2 separate regions of the Mus musculus genome follow, and region 1 is linked to region 2. Evidence: chromatin contacts called from public Hi-C data. All regions are on one chromosome and are shown on one strand. Each heading gives the region's core, a stretch centred on a gene start, on an enhancer-like site or on the middle of the called end of the contact. The rest is flanking DNA. Distances are from core to core; before and after follow the strand shown.

Region 1 (6,633 bases), core at 2,878-5,377, 100 kb before region 2:
TGTGTGATGTGTGACGGTGGGTGTGTTCACAGGACGATCCTCAAAGATCTCGTAGAACAGGAACCACAGATCTGAGGTAGTAAGAGCCCTAGGTTCGTTCCATACCTGTTGGGTTCCTGAGCCCCATGTACATCAACAGACCTTTCATTTTGTGGCTTCAAAGTACAAAACTCTAGGTGTTCATAAGCCCTTGGGTGTCTCGGCTGTGACCGTCCTCTCGGGCCATCACTTGGGAGCTTTCGGGGTAGAGATCTACTTCCCACCATCTTCGGTTCCTGCTTGTCAAATCTGTTGTCATTCCTACATGGTTTTGTCCCCCTGGAGTTAACATGGAAGGTGGTTTCTTAACATTCCAAAGCTCCATTTTGGCAGAGTTCCACCTGTGAATATGTTTGGGGAATACTGACTTAATCACAATAAGATCAATTTACTCTGTTTTTAAGGGTAAAAGATGTTTATATTAGTATCTTCAAGTCAAGGAGAAACATTAAGTGACTGTCTAGAGAAAGTGGTGAGCATACTGAGTTGAAATGGAAACTATTGAATCAAAAGATAAATAAAACCATTGATCATTCATATGAACTACATTATCCTTCATAAACCAGAGACTATCTCCAGATATTTTAAGATGTCCTCATGTATCAGGAATAAAGTTGAATAGTTGGTAATATGATTACATATTAATATATTTTATTATAAATTACTTTCCTTTATCTTTTTTAAATTAAAATTAATGCATTATATAGTTTATTCAAAATATACATGTTGCTAGGTTATAGCGCTGGCAAATTTTATTTCAGGGTGTTAAGAAGGGCTTGAGCTGACAGGTTAATACCCACTGCTGGAAAAGAGTGATCGCTTAGATTCCAACCTGGCACGTGAAAAGGAGTCAGTGGATAGAAAAGAAAGTGATCTTCAATGCAAGAGTCGAAAATTTAGAAGAAATACCAAATGTGCTGCAACCCTTTGCCTCTTGCTGTCTTAACTCTCCAAATCCCTCACGGAAACAAAGACATTATATTTTGACTGCCTTGATTTTTTTTTAAATGTAATTTTTTCCCCTTAAGCTTTTGAAAACTAATTACATCATTGGATGCTGAATTTATTTCTTTGCATTAATCAAAGTTGTGCTCCAGGAGTCCTGACAGATCATAAATAGAAAAAGCATTTCAAGCCCTGAGGCTGCTTGGTATTTACGGATACCCACACTTCCATCAGCACGAGTAATGATCATGTTGATTAGGCTCTTAAAACAAGCGACTTCTGATTGAATACATTGTCTTGCCAAGGAAAGGACAGACAAAGATCCGGAAGAAATCCCAACATAATCACGGTAGTTCGCACCCTAGGCTATTAAGCAATTTGTCTGGAAGTTAACTTTCTGTATGGTTCTTTGGACCACCAGCTTCACGGTATATAATATTTGGGTGAGATCCATGATGTAGATACCATTGGGCTATCACAGAGAAATGGGCAAAGATGAACGGTAGGGACAAAGAAACAAGGACAGCAATATCCACGAGTACCCACTAACTGCTATGCGATAAATTCCCCTCAAAACTGGCTTAAAACAGCAGCCAGTTTAATTACACCTGATAATAAAGAAGTCAGGGGGTCAGGAAGGGCACAGATAGGCAATTCTGCTGTGTCAGTGGGGTTATTCAGGGGCGTCCAGCTGGAGGATGAGTGGGCTTGGGGAATTCATAGTGATTTCATTTAGAGGTCCAACTTCTTGTCAAGGCTTAGACAAGCTCGTTTTTCCTCCATTACTCTATTTTCTACAGAGTAATTGGGCTGTAAATATGGTGGGCCAAGGCTCTGAGTATTTGCCGAGATATAAAGTGCTATCAGCTACTTTCTTGCTCTGGAAACCAGTGATGCACTGTGTCTCTTGCATCTTATTGGCTAACACAGCAACAGGCTCAGAAGGAACAAGAACAGGTCTCACCTTTGAAAAGGGAAGGATGTGAAGAATCTGTGGCCATCTCTAACTGGCTGGACCAGATTCAGAACAGAAAAAGAAAAAAACTGATGAAGAACACTGGACTTTTCAAAAGTGAAAACGGCAATGTCCATGTAGGTAAGAGATGAAGGGAGAGGGGCCACTGCAAGATAAACGCAGAACTGAAAGGGCCCTGATTCTGTGGGTCTGAGGAAGCCAAAAGATTTAAAGTTACAAGGTTATATAACTTTAATAGTTTATCAAATATAGTATTTTTTATATACTTACATACTTAATATATTACCTATGTACTTATGTTTAATAATATATTAAATATAACATGTAATATTATATACTTATATTTAATAGTATATTTGATATAGTGTATATAATATACTTATATGTAATGATATTGCTAAATATAGTGTATTTAATAAGCTATTAAATAAACTGTTAAATATACCATATTTAATCATTTATTAACTAGTATAGCACAACCATGCTAGGCAATGCAAAAAGAAAACTGTAGTAGGCTAATATTTTCAGAGTGAAGAAAGGACCAAACTGATGAAATAGTAAATATTCCCACCTGGTTTTCAAAATTGAATTTCTGAAGTCCATTTCATCCAAAAGTGAGAATCAGGTTATTTAGAGCAAGCAAAATTTGCAGTGTTCCTTGATCCTCAGGTTTATGTGACCATCTCCTCCTCAGAGTTTTAGCCAAATCTCTCTCCCCTCCCTCTCCCCCTCCACCCTCTCCCCCCTCCCCTCCCCCTTCTCTCTCTCTCTCTCTCTCTCTCTCTCTCTCTCTCTCTCTCATGTTCCATCTCCTATTTCCTGTCTCAGCTCATTGGCCATAGTCTTTTTTATTGACAAGTTGGGCTTCCATAAAGTAAATAATAGGTTCTCTGTACCTATAGCCTCAGTTGGCAAGAAAAGCACTAGTCTGGGGAGTGGAGGGATTGGTTCTTTTTAAATATTTTTAAATCCTTCAAAGTTAGCATACTTACCTGGGGACTATACATGAAGGTTTGATGGAAACTCCAATTTCATACTAGTCCCTTCTGGTGAACAGCTTCAGGAATCAATCCCTGGATTTTCAAGTAGAAATATATCTATTCCCCAAGTTCAGTCTACTTCATAGATGGTACTAGAGTTATCTTTTCAGAAGGGGACTGTTAAGGTAACCTTGAACAGTTCCATTAGGGAGAGCTCATTTCTCCTGCTCAAAAATCTGCCCTTATCTTCAGGTGGACGCCTAACATTCAACCTTCTCAAAGTACAAGGGTTAATCCAGCTGGGCCTGTCCGTCATCTGTGCAGGGCCCACTCTCCCAAGTCCCACAGCCAGTGATGGGGCAGCGCTGGATAGACGTCCTCTCTAGTGACCCCGGGGCCAGCCCTCCCAGTTACTACAGGTCACGGTGAGGGGGAGGGGAAAGAGCATCACAACGCACCCATGCCATCTCACCGCAGACAAGTGCCCTCACCCTTGGGGCTGGTTCACCTGCAATCCCTCCACCAGGGCCAGCTCTACTGTGCTGACTGGCGAGGCTCAGGGCCCATTCTCCCGAGAGCCGCCAGCAATGAGAGATGGAGCCAGCTCTCCAGAACAAAACATCCAGTGAGGGACGAGGCCATTCTCTCTGGCACCCCTGGCACCTCTTGAAACTTTCCCAGGTTCTCAATGCACATAGTGGTCAAGGCTCTAGACCCAACACAGGGAACAACAGCACATAGGGATCTTCTCTCTATGCTGTATGGTCTCCATAGATGGCCTGCCTGCCGAAATCTGCTTTGAACAGATCTTCTTCAGTTTCACTAATCTCTTCACTGTGAGAGTGAAGGGAGTTGGTTAGCGGCAAGGGGTAGGATTTTCCCCTTTATCACTATATACTTTAGCCCCTACTCTTGCCAGAAAGGTAGTGGTAAGTCCCCAAGCTTAGACCCTTGTTACTAAATTTCAAAGTCTGGGCCTTTAAGTAGACAGAGCAGGACCTAACATCTTTTGTGGTAACAGCAAGAGAGTCTCTCAAATCCCACAAAGATGTAGTCATCTTTCCTAGTATAACAAACATCTGATCTTTGTGAGTTTCATAACCAATTGCAGATGCAGCTGGGGGTTTTCCACTACATTCTTCGAGATTCTCCCTGTCAACTTTTTAGCAAGTGATGTCATCACTAAGGGCCTCCAGGGAGCAGAGGGATTGCATGTGTCTTGAGTCTGTGTCCAGATTACAATGGTGTATATAAATCACATTACAGTATTTGAAAATATGTGACTCGTTATTTTCTTTGGACCACTGAAGTGCAGCATTTAAAAAGTCCAAATTAAAATTTTTGGTTTATTTCCCAGACTAGAGCTCATTGTATCCAGAGATTTATGAGTTCCTTCAGAGAGATAAGACCCAACTTCATTCCACTCATAAGAAGAAAAATAACCACTGTAGATACCCCGTGGCTTCTATCTCCTGTAGCAAGCTTCCTGTCTCCAAATTCCTAAGGATTGAGAGGACAAATAAACAGAGGATCTTGGGTGGACAGGGGAGAATATCACAGCAGGATGGGGAACATGCTTCACCAGACAACTGAAAAATAAAAATAAAAAAGAGGGAATAGAAACAAAATCTCCCAGATAGTGTTTGATGTTTTCATACGTAATACAAATATGAAGAACATGTTAGTGGCATGTATCATGAATCAGTTTAAGGCATTATTGTCACAGGCACTTGACTGCAGTAAGAACTACAATGTACATTTATAATGAGTAAATGTCATCTTTTGTGCTGTCCACCAAGTCCTCTTAAGAGATCCCTGTGAGAAGGGGAGGGACCCCAAATGGCATGATCAAGGTGGGACATAAAATCACAGCAGGACAAGTCACCAGTGTTTAAGAGGGGTTAGCGTGCTTGGCCTTGATCTGAACAAAATAAAGTGAATGAAACTTCCCAGGAAATATTTCTGGAGTACACTGAGGCCAACTGTTTGGTTGGACAATACTCTAGTCAAGTGTTGCGCTAGAACACATGAGACGGGTACACAGATCTGAGTCTAGTGAGACAATCTAGGCAGTGCTTGGAGCAGGATTTAAGTATCAGAAGCAAAGCATTGATTACTCTCCATTGTTGAATTTTCAAGGTGTCAATCAACTCCTAACAATGGTAATGGTTTTTTTTTTAATTTAACATTAAGTTTATTTATTTATTTGTTTATTTATTTGTTTGTTTATTATTTGTGTGCATGTGTTGGATGCGGGCGAGTGTGTGGGAGTTCAGAGGACAGTTTATGGCAGTCCACTTTTCTCCTTCCATAGCGTGGATCCTGGGAATTGAACTCTGGCCAGCTGCCTTGGCAGTGAGTGCTTTTACCCACGGAGCCACCTTGCAGGCCCCAAAGTAGCTTTTATTCTGGTGCCTGCGCTCCACTTCCACTCCACAGCAAAGCAGAGTAGGATCTGAAGAGTTGTAACAGTCTACCCAGAAGACGATTCTCTAGACGCTTCTTTGACCAGCTTTTGAAGCTGTGATTTGGGGCAACCATGATGAAAGCAAGCTGGAGCGGCCCTCAGAGACTGTAAATCAGGGGCAACCATCCCTGCAGTAGGGAAGTGCGGTACCAGAGCACTTTCTGTGGTCGGTAGAGAGCAAGTGAGCGACCTGTGGAGCAGGTTCTCTTAGCTTCCTTGTCATGATCAGCTGAGCCACATTGTGCTGCTCACAGAGGTAAGGCTCCTGTGGCTCGGCTCGGTGAGTATGTTGACTAGGGAGGGTTAGGGGTCTAGCCTTTTTCCCTTAGAGAATTGGAAAGCAGAAAATATAATTTAGTGCCATTGAACATTTCTGGGCTCACTGCTGGTGGCATTTACAGAAACCGCATAGGGGTAGAACAACCTCACTCTCTATTATCCCACTGAGATGACTGAAGGTAATGATCAAAATTTCCTGTCACAACTCAGGTGTAATGAAGGTTGACATGACACTGTGTACTAGGTGCCAGAAACCTTGGTCTCCCTATTGGGGCCCTCCTCTGCTTTTGTATCCCTTCTAAGCGCCCTCCAAGTCCTCCTAACTGTCTCCCCAGTCTGCCTAACCTAGTTCCACTGACACTCACCCTTCATTACTGCCAGAACCTGCCCCTCTCCATCTCCAGAGTTTCCTCCATTCCTTTCCTGCCTTCTCACATCAATACCCAGAAATCACCCATTGCTCTTGCAAAGCCTCCACATGGGGGCTCACAACTTCTTGTGACTCCAGTTCCAGGGAACCCGCATTCTCTCCTGTCCTCCGGGCATGTACATGGTACACAGAAAATAGATCGATCCAAATCACTCTTTTAATTTTGAAATGAAAAAAGTTGTGAGAGTTGACATCTTAGTTACTTTTCTATTGCTGTACTAAAACACCAGAACCAAGGCAATGTCTAAACCAAGCATCTAATTTCAGCTTACACTCTCAGAAGATTAGAGTCCATGACCATCATGACGGGGAGCGTAGCTGCAGGCAGACAGACATGATGCTGGGGCGGGAAGTAGCTGAGCGCCTATATCTTGATCCACAAGTATGAAGTAGAGAGCTAAGAGTGTAGAATCTTGAAATCCCAAAGCCCGCCCTCCTTGACACACCTCCTCCAACAAGGCCACACCTGCTAATTCTTTCCAAATAGTTCTAATGACTAGGGACCAAGTATTCAAAT
Region 2 (7,250 bases), core at 3,489-5,988:
TTGACAGTGTGTTTTGCCTTAATAAGCTTTGAAATTTTATGAGGTCCCATTTGTCAATTCTTGATCTTACAACACAAGCCATTGCTGTTCTGTTTAGGAATTTTCCCCCCTCTGCCCATTTCTTTGAGGCTTTTCCCCACTTTCCCCTCTATTAATTTCAGTGTCTCTGGTCTTATGTGGAGGTCTTTGATCCACTTAGAGTTGAGCTTTGTACAAGGAGATAAGAATGTATCAATTTGCATTCTTCTACATGATAACCGCCAGTTGTGACAGCATTATTTGTTGAAAATTCTTCCTTTTCCCACTGGATGGTTTTAGCTCCCTTGTCAAAGATCAACTGACCATAGGTGTGTGGATTCATTTCTGGTAGACCTAACTCTTGGGAGCATTCTTTTCCCAGAAGTTCTAGCAGAAAGTTTTATACTGATGTTCATAGCTGTAATTCACTAGCCAGCTTTGAACTGTAGCTAGAATCATAGATCATGGTAGTTTTTGTCAATTTGACACAAACCTAGATGTACATGAGAAAAGGGAATCTTGAGAAAATGCCATCACAAAATTGACCTGTTGGCAAGCCTTCTGATTATTTTATTAATTAATGGTTGATGCAGAAGGGCTCAGCTCACTGTGGGCGGAGCCACCCCTAGGCAGATAACCTTGAGTTATATAAGAAAGCACACTGAGAAAGCCATGGGAAGCAAGACGGTGCTCCCCTAGGGCGTCTGCTTCTGTTCTTGTCATCAGGTTCCTGACTTGTGTTTCTAGACTGACTTCCTTCTATTGTAGCCTGTAATGTAGAAGTATAACATGAAATAAACCTTTTATCTAGCACCAAGTTGCTTTTGGTCATGGTGTTTTAAACAGTGATAGATACCCTAACTAAGAGAAAGACATGCATGACTCCCAACTGTTGTGTACCAACCATCAACATCAGAACATAATTCAACCTCTTGCTCCTGCCACATACCCTAAACATAGATATAAATGAACCAGTGGTGGAGGATGGTTCCCTGAAGAGGTGTACTTGATATCATTATAGGGGAACGGATGCTAAGCAGAAATGAACTACAGATGTCCATTATATCCACCTTGTTATGCTAGAAAAATGTACTGTGATCTTGTCATATAACTGAGAAGGTTTTAGTTTCTGCATCAAAAAGCTTCCCTATGATGAATTACCCTGTGTTAAGTCAAGGCAAGAAATAGTCTGCGGTATTTGAATAAGAGTGGTCTCCATAGGAACATATGTTTGAATACTTGGTTCCCAGTTGATAGAACTGTTTGGGAAAGATTAGGAGGTGTGACCTTGTTGGAGTAAACTCTAGCATACCTGTTGCCTCCCTGTTGCCATGATCCCGACATAGTGATCATGGACTCATACTCTGAAACTCTGAACTCCTCATATAGGCTTTCTTCTATAAGTTGCTTTGGTCATGGTATCTTATCACACAAGTGGAAAAGTAACTAAGACATCACTAAAGACAATTAGTGAGGATCTCATTGAAAAGGTACAAGACACACATGCATCAGATTTGTACCTGTGGAAATAAACCGAAGCAATACTACTGTTATAGGCAGCAATTCCTTAACATGTCACTGGTTTTATGGCGATAAAACATGAAGGAGCTTCATTACTCTCCTGCACAATTTATGCTAACTTGACCTGATTTGTCATGATACATGGGCTTTCCTTCATTAAAAGTTTTAGCCATTCGGAGCTAGGTATGTTACTTAATTGGTACAGTATTTGCCTGCCATACACAGAGCCCTGACTTCCATTCCCAGCACCACATAAAACTGGGCAAGGTGGTATGTCTGTAATCAAGCACTCAAGTTTGAGGCCAGCCTAGGCTACAAGACCTCTGAAGCCTAAGGAAAGGGAAGGAGTAGGCCACCAAGTTCAGACAGTTCTGAAGATTTCACCAAGTAAGTGAGAAGTTAGAGCCACTGAAGCCCTATGATGAAGACATCCAGCTTCCAAGCCTAGCCCAGGAATATTTGTCAAGTAATTTGAATACGCTCAGCATAGTGCTTAGGACATTATAGAATAACAGATTAAAGTTATTATTTTATAAGTATGAACAAAATAATCATAATCATTTTTTCAATAAAAGTTAAGGTATTGGGCATTTAGAAAACTGAGAGGAGTACTCAGTAAGATTCTATGAAAAATTAAGTCCTTTATTATTCTTCCAAGAAAATATGTAATATAATTCAGCTTGGAATTGTTTTTCTTAGTACCAAGGAAAAAAATTAAGAAATTATTCGAATATCCTTTATAATAGAATATTTTATTAAAACTTTAATTAGTGAATTCATGCACTGTGGTTATAACTATATCCATGCAAATGGAAAGAGTATTTAATGAATTTCTTTTAACTTAGTAGAATTTCTCGGACTTTTTCTTTGCACATGTGCATGCAGGATGCAGTCCACTCACAAGGCGAGGACCGGCTGGTAGCAGTACCAGGAACTGAACTGCAGCTGAGATGCAGCCTGAGTGAGTGGATCTCAAGTCTTCATTTACTCTCACCTTGCACTCTCCAGCCTGCAGCTTCTATGCCTGAGAGCTGTTTGCAGGACGAAGTATCATCCGGGATTACTAATGCAGATACTCTTCTGACATCCGTGACAAGCTCTTTCAGTGACTTACAGAAGTTCTCAATAAAATTACCTTCATTTAAGAATTAATTTCAATGATCTCTTATGGGATAATTTGATGCTGATCCCACTTTTAATTATGTAAGTGCTAGAGATATCAGGCTGCTATAATTTATATGATCACTGGTAAATTTAGGGAGAACTTTTTATTAAGTTTTTTTTATGGTTGGGGGGTTTTCCTCACACCTCATAGCCTCTTGTTTTAATTATTATCACACACACACACACACACACACACCTCCGAGTCTAGTGTATATTTATATGTTTAGGAATAACAGGACTAGATAATCTATCAGGGACCTCATTCTTAGTCAAGAACAATTCCTCTCTTCTCAGCAGCCTTTGCCATGGCTCTATCTGTGGGAGGGACTTGTGGAATTTCTTGGGGGTGTTTTTGTTTTGTTTTTGAAGATTTATTTTATGTATGTGAGTACACTATAGCTGTCTTCAGACACACCAGAAGAGGGCATCTGATCCATTACAGATGGTTGTGAGCCACCATGTGGTTGCTGGGAATTGAACTCAGGACCTCTGGAAGAGCAGACTGTGCTCTTAACCCTTGGGGGGGTGGTTTTTAAAATCAAATATATGCTTAGGAAATAATAAATAAAAAAGGAAGGAAGAAAGGAAAAGAAAAAGGGAAAAGGAAAGAAAAAAAGAAAAGTAAGAAATGAAAAGAACAAAATAAAAATTAAAAAAAACGTAGAAAATGATGCCAGTACTGACAATTACTACTATCTCTCAACAGAGTTTGAGCTTCTGTGTTCTATTTGCTACATGCTATATCAAAACGGATGAAATGGACATATAAATTGACTGAAGTTTGCTCTGTTCTTTCATTCAATCAACAAACTCATTATTGAGCACCTAGTATGTGGCATATGTTGGGCATTTTTATAGATTAAGGAAGACAGAAAAAAAAAGCCCCATCTTTTCATGGAATTTATATTGTGTTTGGTTAAGACACACGAGAACGCATCAGATATTTTCTTTATTTTAATATGGGGGGAATAAAGACACAATGAAGAGAAGGGGGTAGTGATCAGGGAAGAACTCTCTGAAAAATGATAGCTGAAAGACTTGAATGGGTAAGCGAGCCACACAACCCTAGAGGTGCTGGGAAGCGAAGATCCTGACACAGAAAAGACATAATTGCATTCAAGGAAGAAAGAGCAGCGTTACAACAAAGTGACAGAAGATGCTGAGAGGGGCGGGAAGGGCAGATGGTTCAGAGGCATCGAAGGCCTCTGGTTTACTCCAGGTGTGAGGAGAAGCGGGATGTTGGGACCAGAGAATGCCATGATAAGCAGAGCGCCGAGGACTGGCTCCGCAGCAGTGGTTCTCAACCTGTGGGTCCCGGCTCCTCACAAGGGTCGAACATTGGATATTTACATTATGATTCATCACGTCAACAAAATCACAGTTAGGAAGTAGCAACGAAATAATGTTATGGTTGGGGGTCGCCACACCATGACGATTGCAGTTAATAAGGGTTGAGTGTTAGCGTCTGCGTGATTGCAATCTTGACTCTTCACTGCCCAAGGTTTAAAATATGAAAAATAAAAATCATTTCTGTGCAAGTGGTATGTGAAGAACAAAACACACACACACACACACACAAATCAGCTTTCTAACCAGAGTGTTACAAACTTAACTCAAAATAAAATACCTGTTTCAGGAGGGTGGGGTAAAAGATTGTGGGAGGAGGTGACCAGAAGAAGGGCAACGGGCAGTATGTAAAGTGAATAAGTAAAATAAGATATATACATATATATATGCATATATCAATAAATTTTGTTATATAAAAACAGGGTATATATATTGCTTTATATATATAAAATAATTAAACCCTCTTTCTATTATGGTTGTTGGGGAACTGCCTATGCAAGCTGTCAACTCACAAAGGTTCTTTGTGGATGGTACATTAGAGTATAACAGCTCAGAATATTCTGGAACATGTCTCCCACCTTTCCTCCTGTCTCCTCCTGTTGACAGCCTGACTCCTGGGTGCTGTTAGAAAGCAAAGCAGAGCTGAGCCACAAGCACCCAGCATCTCTTCCACAGGAAAATGCTGCCATCTGGAGGCTTCTAGAATAAACAGATAAAATTCAGTAATTAAACAAAGTGGAACCAGGGCCCCAGACCCACATCTGTTCATTTCTATATACAACATCTTTTCTCTGGAGAAAAATTATACAGTCATTAACTTAAAAGAAATGAGAAGGCATCCGACCACTTTCATCTTTTTGCTTTGGCAGGCCTGCTGTATTAAACGGAACCCCGGGCAGTTGGTTTTACAAACCTTATTATTTTGTGATCTGCCCATTCATTACCAGTGTAAAGTGGATGTCACTTTTCCACTACTGCTGTGCCATGTCTCAGTCCCCTTTGCGATGGCAAATCTCCATTTCCTCCATGAAAACTGACCAATTCAATTTCTTTGTTCAATTTTGATTAATTATATTTTTCTAAGTAAATCAATTCTTTCATCATTTCAAATATATTTTCATAGTTATATGTAATATTCTATAAAATTTTACTCTTTTATTTGCCTATAGCTATGTATACTTTTTAATCTTTCATGCCATCTTCTTACTTCCCTTTTGTGTAGAATTTGCTGTTTGATGCTGCGCAGTTAGGATTGAATTCAGCGTGCCTCACACCACTGGGATACACATCCAGTTCTATCATGGGGTTTTGAATGGCAGAAGGACGGATATAGAGTGCACGCTACTCTGGGAGACAACATTGTCAGCTTTTGTATTGACAGACACAAGACTTGGGTGTACTCTTTAGAGGTCAACTTTAACATCTCAAATTAGCAGTGACATAAAGACAGGATCGCTGAAATGTCAATGATTAAAAATCTTTTGTAAAGAGCTATGTTTTTTGAGGCAGCTGAACAAAATCGAAGAGCAAATTACAGATGCCAAATTGGGAAAAAAATATATTTTGTACAGTTTAGAGAAAGTATAATATAAAATGGACATCGAATTAAAATAATGATCAAATTGGCTACAATAGAAAGAAAAACTATGAAACAAAGGTACCATAGCCAGGAAAGATATTTCCTAGAAATATGATAATCATAGACTAATTCCCTTAATATATGTGCTAGTTAGACTGCTTCAACTTGACAGAAATTAAAGCCACCCAGGAATCAGATTGGCTTGTAGACTTCTTCCTTGGTTGTCGATGGGTGTGGGAGGTGCCCAGCAGACTACAGTCAGTACCATCCTGGAGTAGCTGGTCTTGAATAAGAACATAAGATGAGCAAGCCATGGAGAACAGGCCAGTTAGCTGTGGTCCTCCATCCTCCACAGCGTCTGTAAGTCTCTGCCTCCAGGTGCCTGCCGAGTCCCTGTTGACGTTCCTTGGTGGTGGACTGTAACTATAAGCCCAATAAACCCTTCCCCTCCCCAAGATGTTTTGATCAGTGTTTTATCACAGCAAAAGAACATGAACTAGGACCCACCTGAAACATTTACTCTGTGAAAGATTGTGTTATGATTATAGGACGGAGAAGAATACATGAACCTCACACGGGGACAAGCACTTTTATTCTGAATACAAATCTCAAAAGTTAAGGAGTAGGAAGAGATAAGGAGAAGGAAGGAGAAAAAGTAAATATACAATTAAAAATGTATAATGAAATGAAGAGTTGCTTACCAAGAACGAGGTAAGACCAGCAAGCAAGCAGAGTGAGAGACTGTTAGCACTGTTGGCCGTTACAGAAACGCAAAGTAAAGCCCTAGTGTGCTCACCACAAGATTGCTAGAACAGCTGTGGGAAAGAATAATGGCAGCCCTCAGTGGTCCCAGCACAAGGAGACGACACACCATGCATGTATTCCTGGGAAGAGTGCAAAAGGATACAACAACTTCAAGAAATAACTTGGCAGTTTCTTCAAACACCAAACATGTATCTGCCTTATAACCCACCTGTCACACTTTAGGGCATTTGTCCCAAAGATACTTATACAAAAACCTAGATAGAATATTCACAGCAATTTTACTTTCATCACCAAACACAAAAGGCAATCTAATGTCCTTCAACAGATGAACCATACACCAATGTACTACCAGTAAGCAATAAAAAAGAATAAACTTCTACAACGCTCAGCCAAGGTGGATCACAAGGTAATCACACTTAGTTGAAAGCCAGCCTCAAATGGCTAAATACTGTACAACCACATTCACATACCGTTCTTAAAAATGACACAGTCATAGAGATGTAGAGCAGACTGATGTTTCTAGGTGACAGGGACAAGGCAGATGTAAAACAAACTCAGCCAAAGAAATAAAGTAGTTTATACAAATCCACACATGGGACGAAGTCACATAGAGTTTTACATGTAGGTGGATGAAAATTATACAAACTATGCAGCTTGCTATTATTGGAGAAAGTGGACGCATGTGTACTGGATCCTGAGTATTCCTTAACTTCCTTTAAGTCGACAGGTTAGACATTTTAGGTTAATGAGAAAACACGTTATGGCCTTCAAATAGAGATTTAGATCTTCTTGATGTCTTAGTCAGGGTTACTATTGTTGTGATCAGGCACCACAATCAAAGCAACTTGGGAAGGAA

The links. Hi-C and Micro-C count contacts between places; a contact is called where the count stands out from the background.
Region 1: a Hi-C map of embryonic fibroblasts shows a contact between it and region 2, with 2.9 times the contacts expected there. The contact joins two enhancer-like sites. A contact is called at or near these places in 1 of 15 datasets of contacts at CTCF or cohesin (the NIH/3T3 cell line), 13 of 484 Hi-C or Micro-C datasets (the C2C12 cell line, cerebral cortex, cortical neurons and 6 more) and 5 of 115 datasets of contacts at active chromatin or transcription factors (the NIH/3T3 cell line, embryonic fibroblasts, fibro-adipogenic progenitors and 2 more).

The regions. Positions count from the first base shown.
Region 1 is chr17:63,675,930-63,682,562 of GRCm38.p6, reverse strand. No RefSeq gene overlaps it. Among named protein-coding and RNA genes, the nearest start is that of Fbxl17, 180 kb to the right of the region's middle. Within about 2 kb of position 4,127, at least 51 of the 459 cell types and tissues checked have an H3K27ac peak or open chromatin away from gene starts, as enhancers often do. A contact at or near this core is called in embryonic fibroblasts, where this site is marked.
Region 2 is chr17:63,573,254-63,580,503 of GRCm38.p6, reverse strand. No RefSeq gene overlaps it. Among named protein-coding and RNA genes, the nearest start is that of Fbxl17, 76 kb to the right of the region's middle. Within about 2 kb of position 4,738, at least 5 of the 459 cell types and tissues checked have an H3K27ac peak or open chromatin away from gene starts, as enhancers often do. A contact at or near this core is called in embryonic fibroblasts, where this site is marked.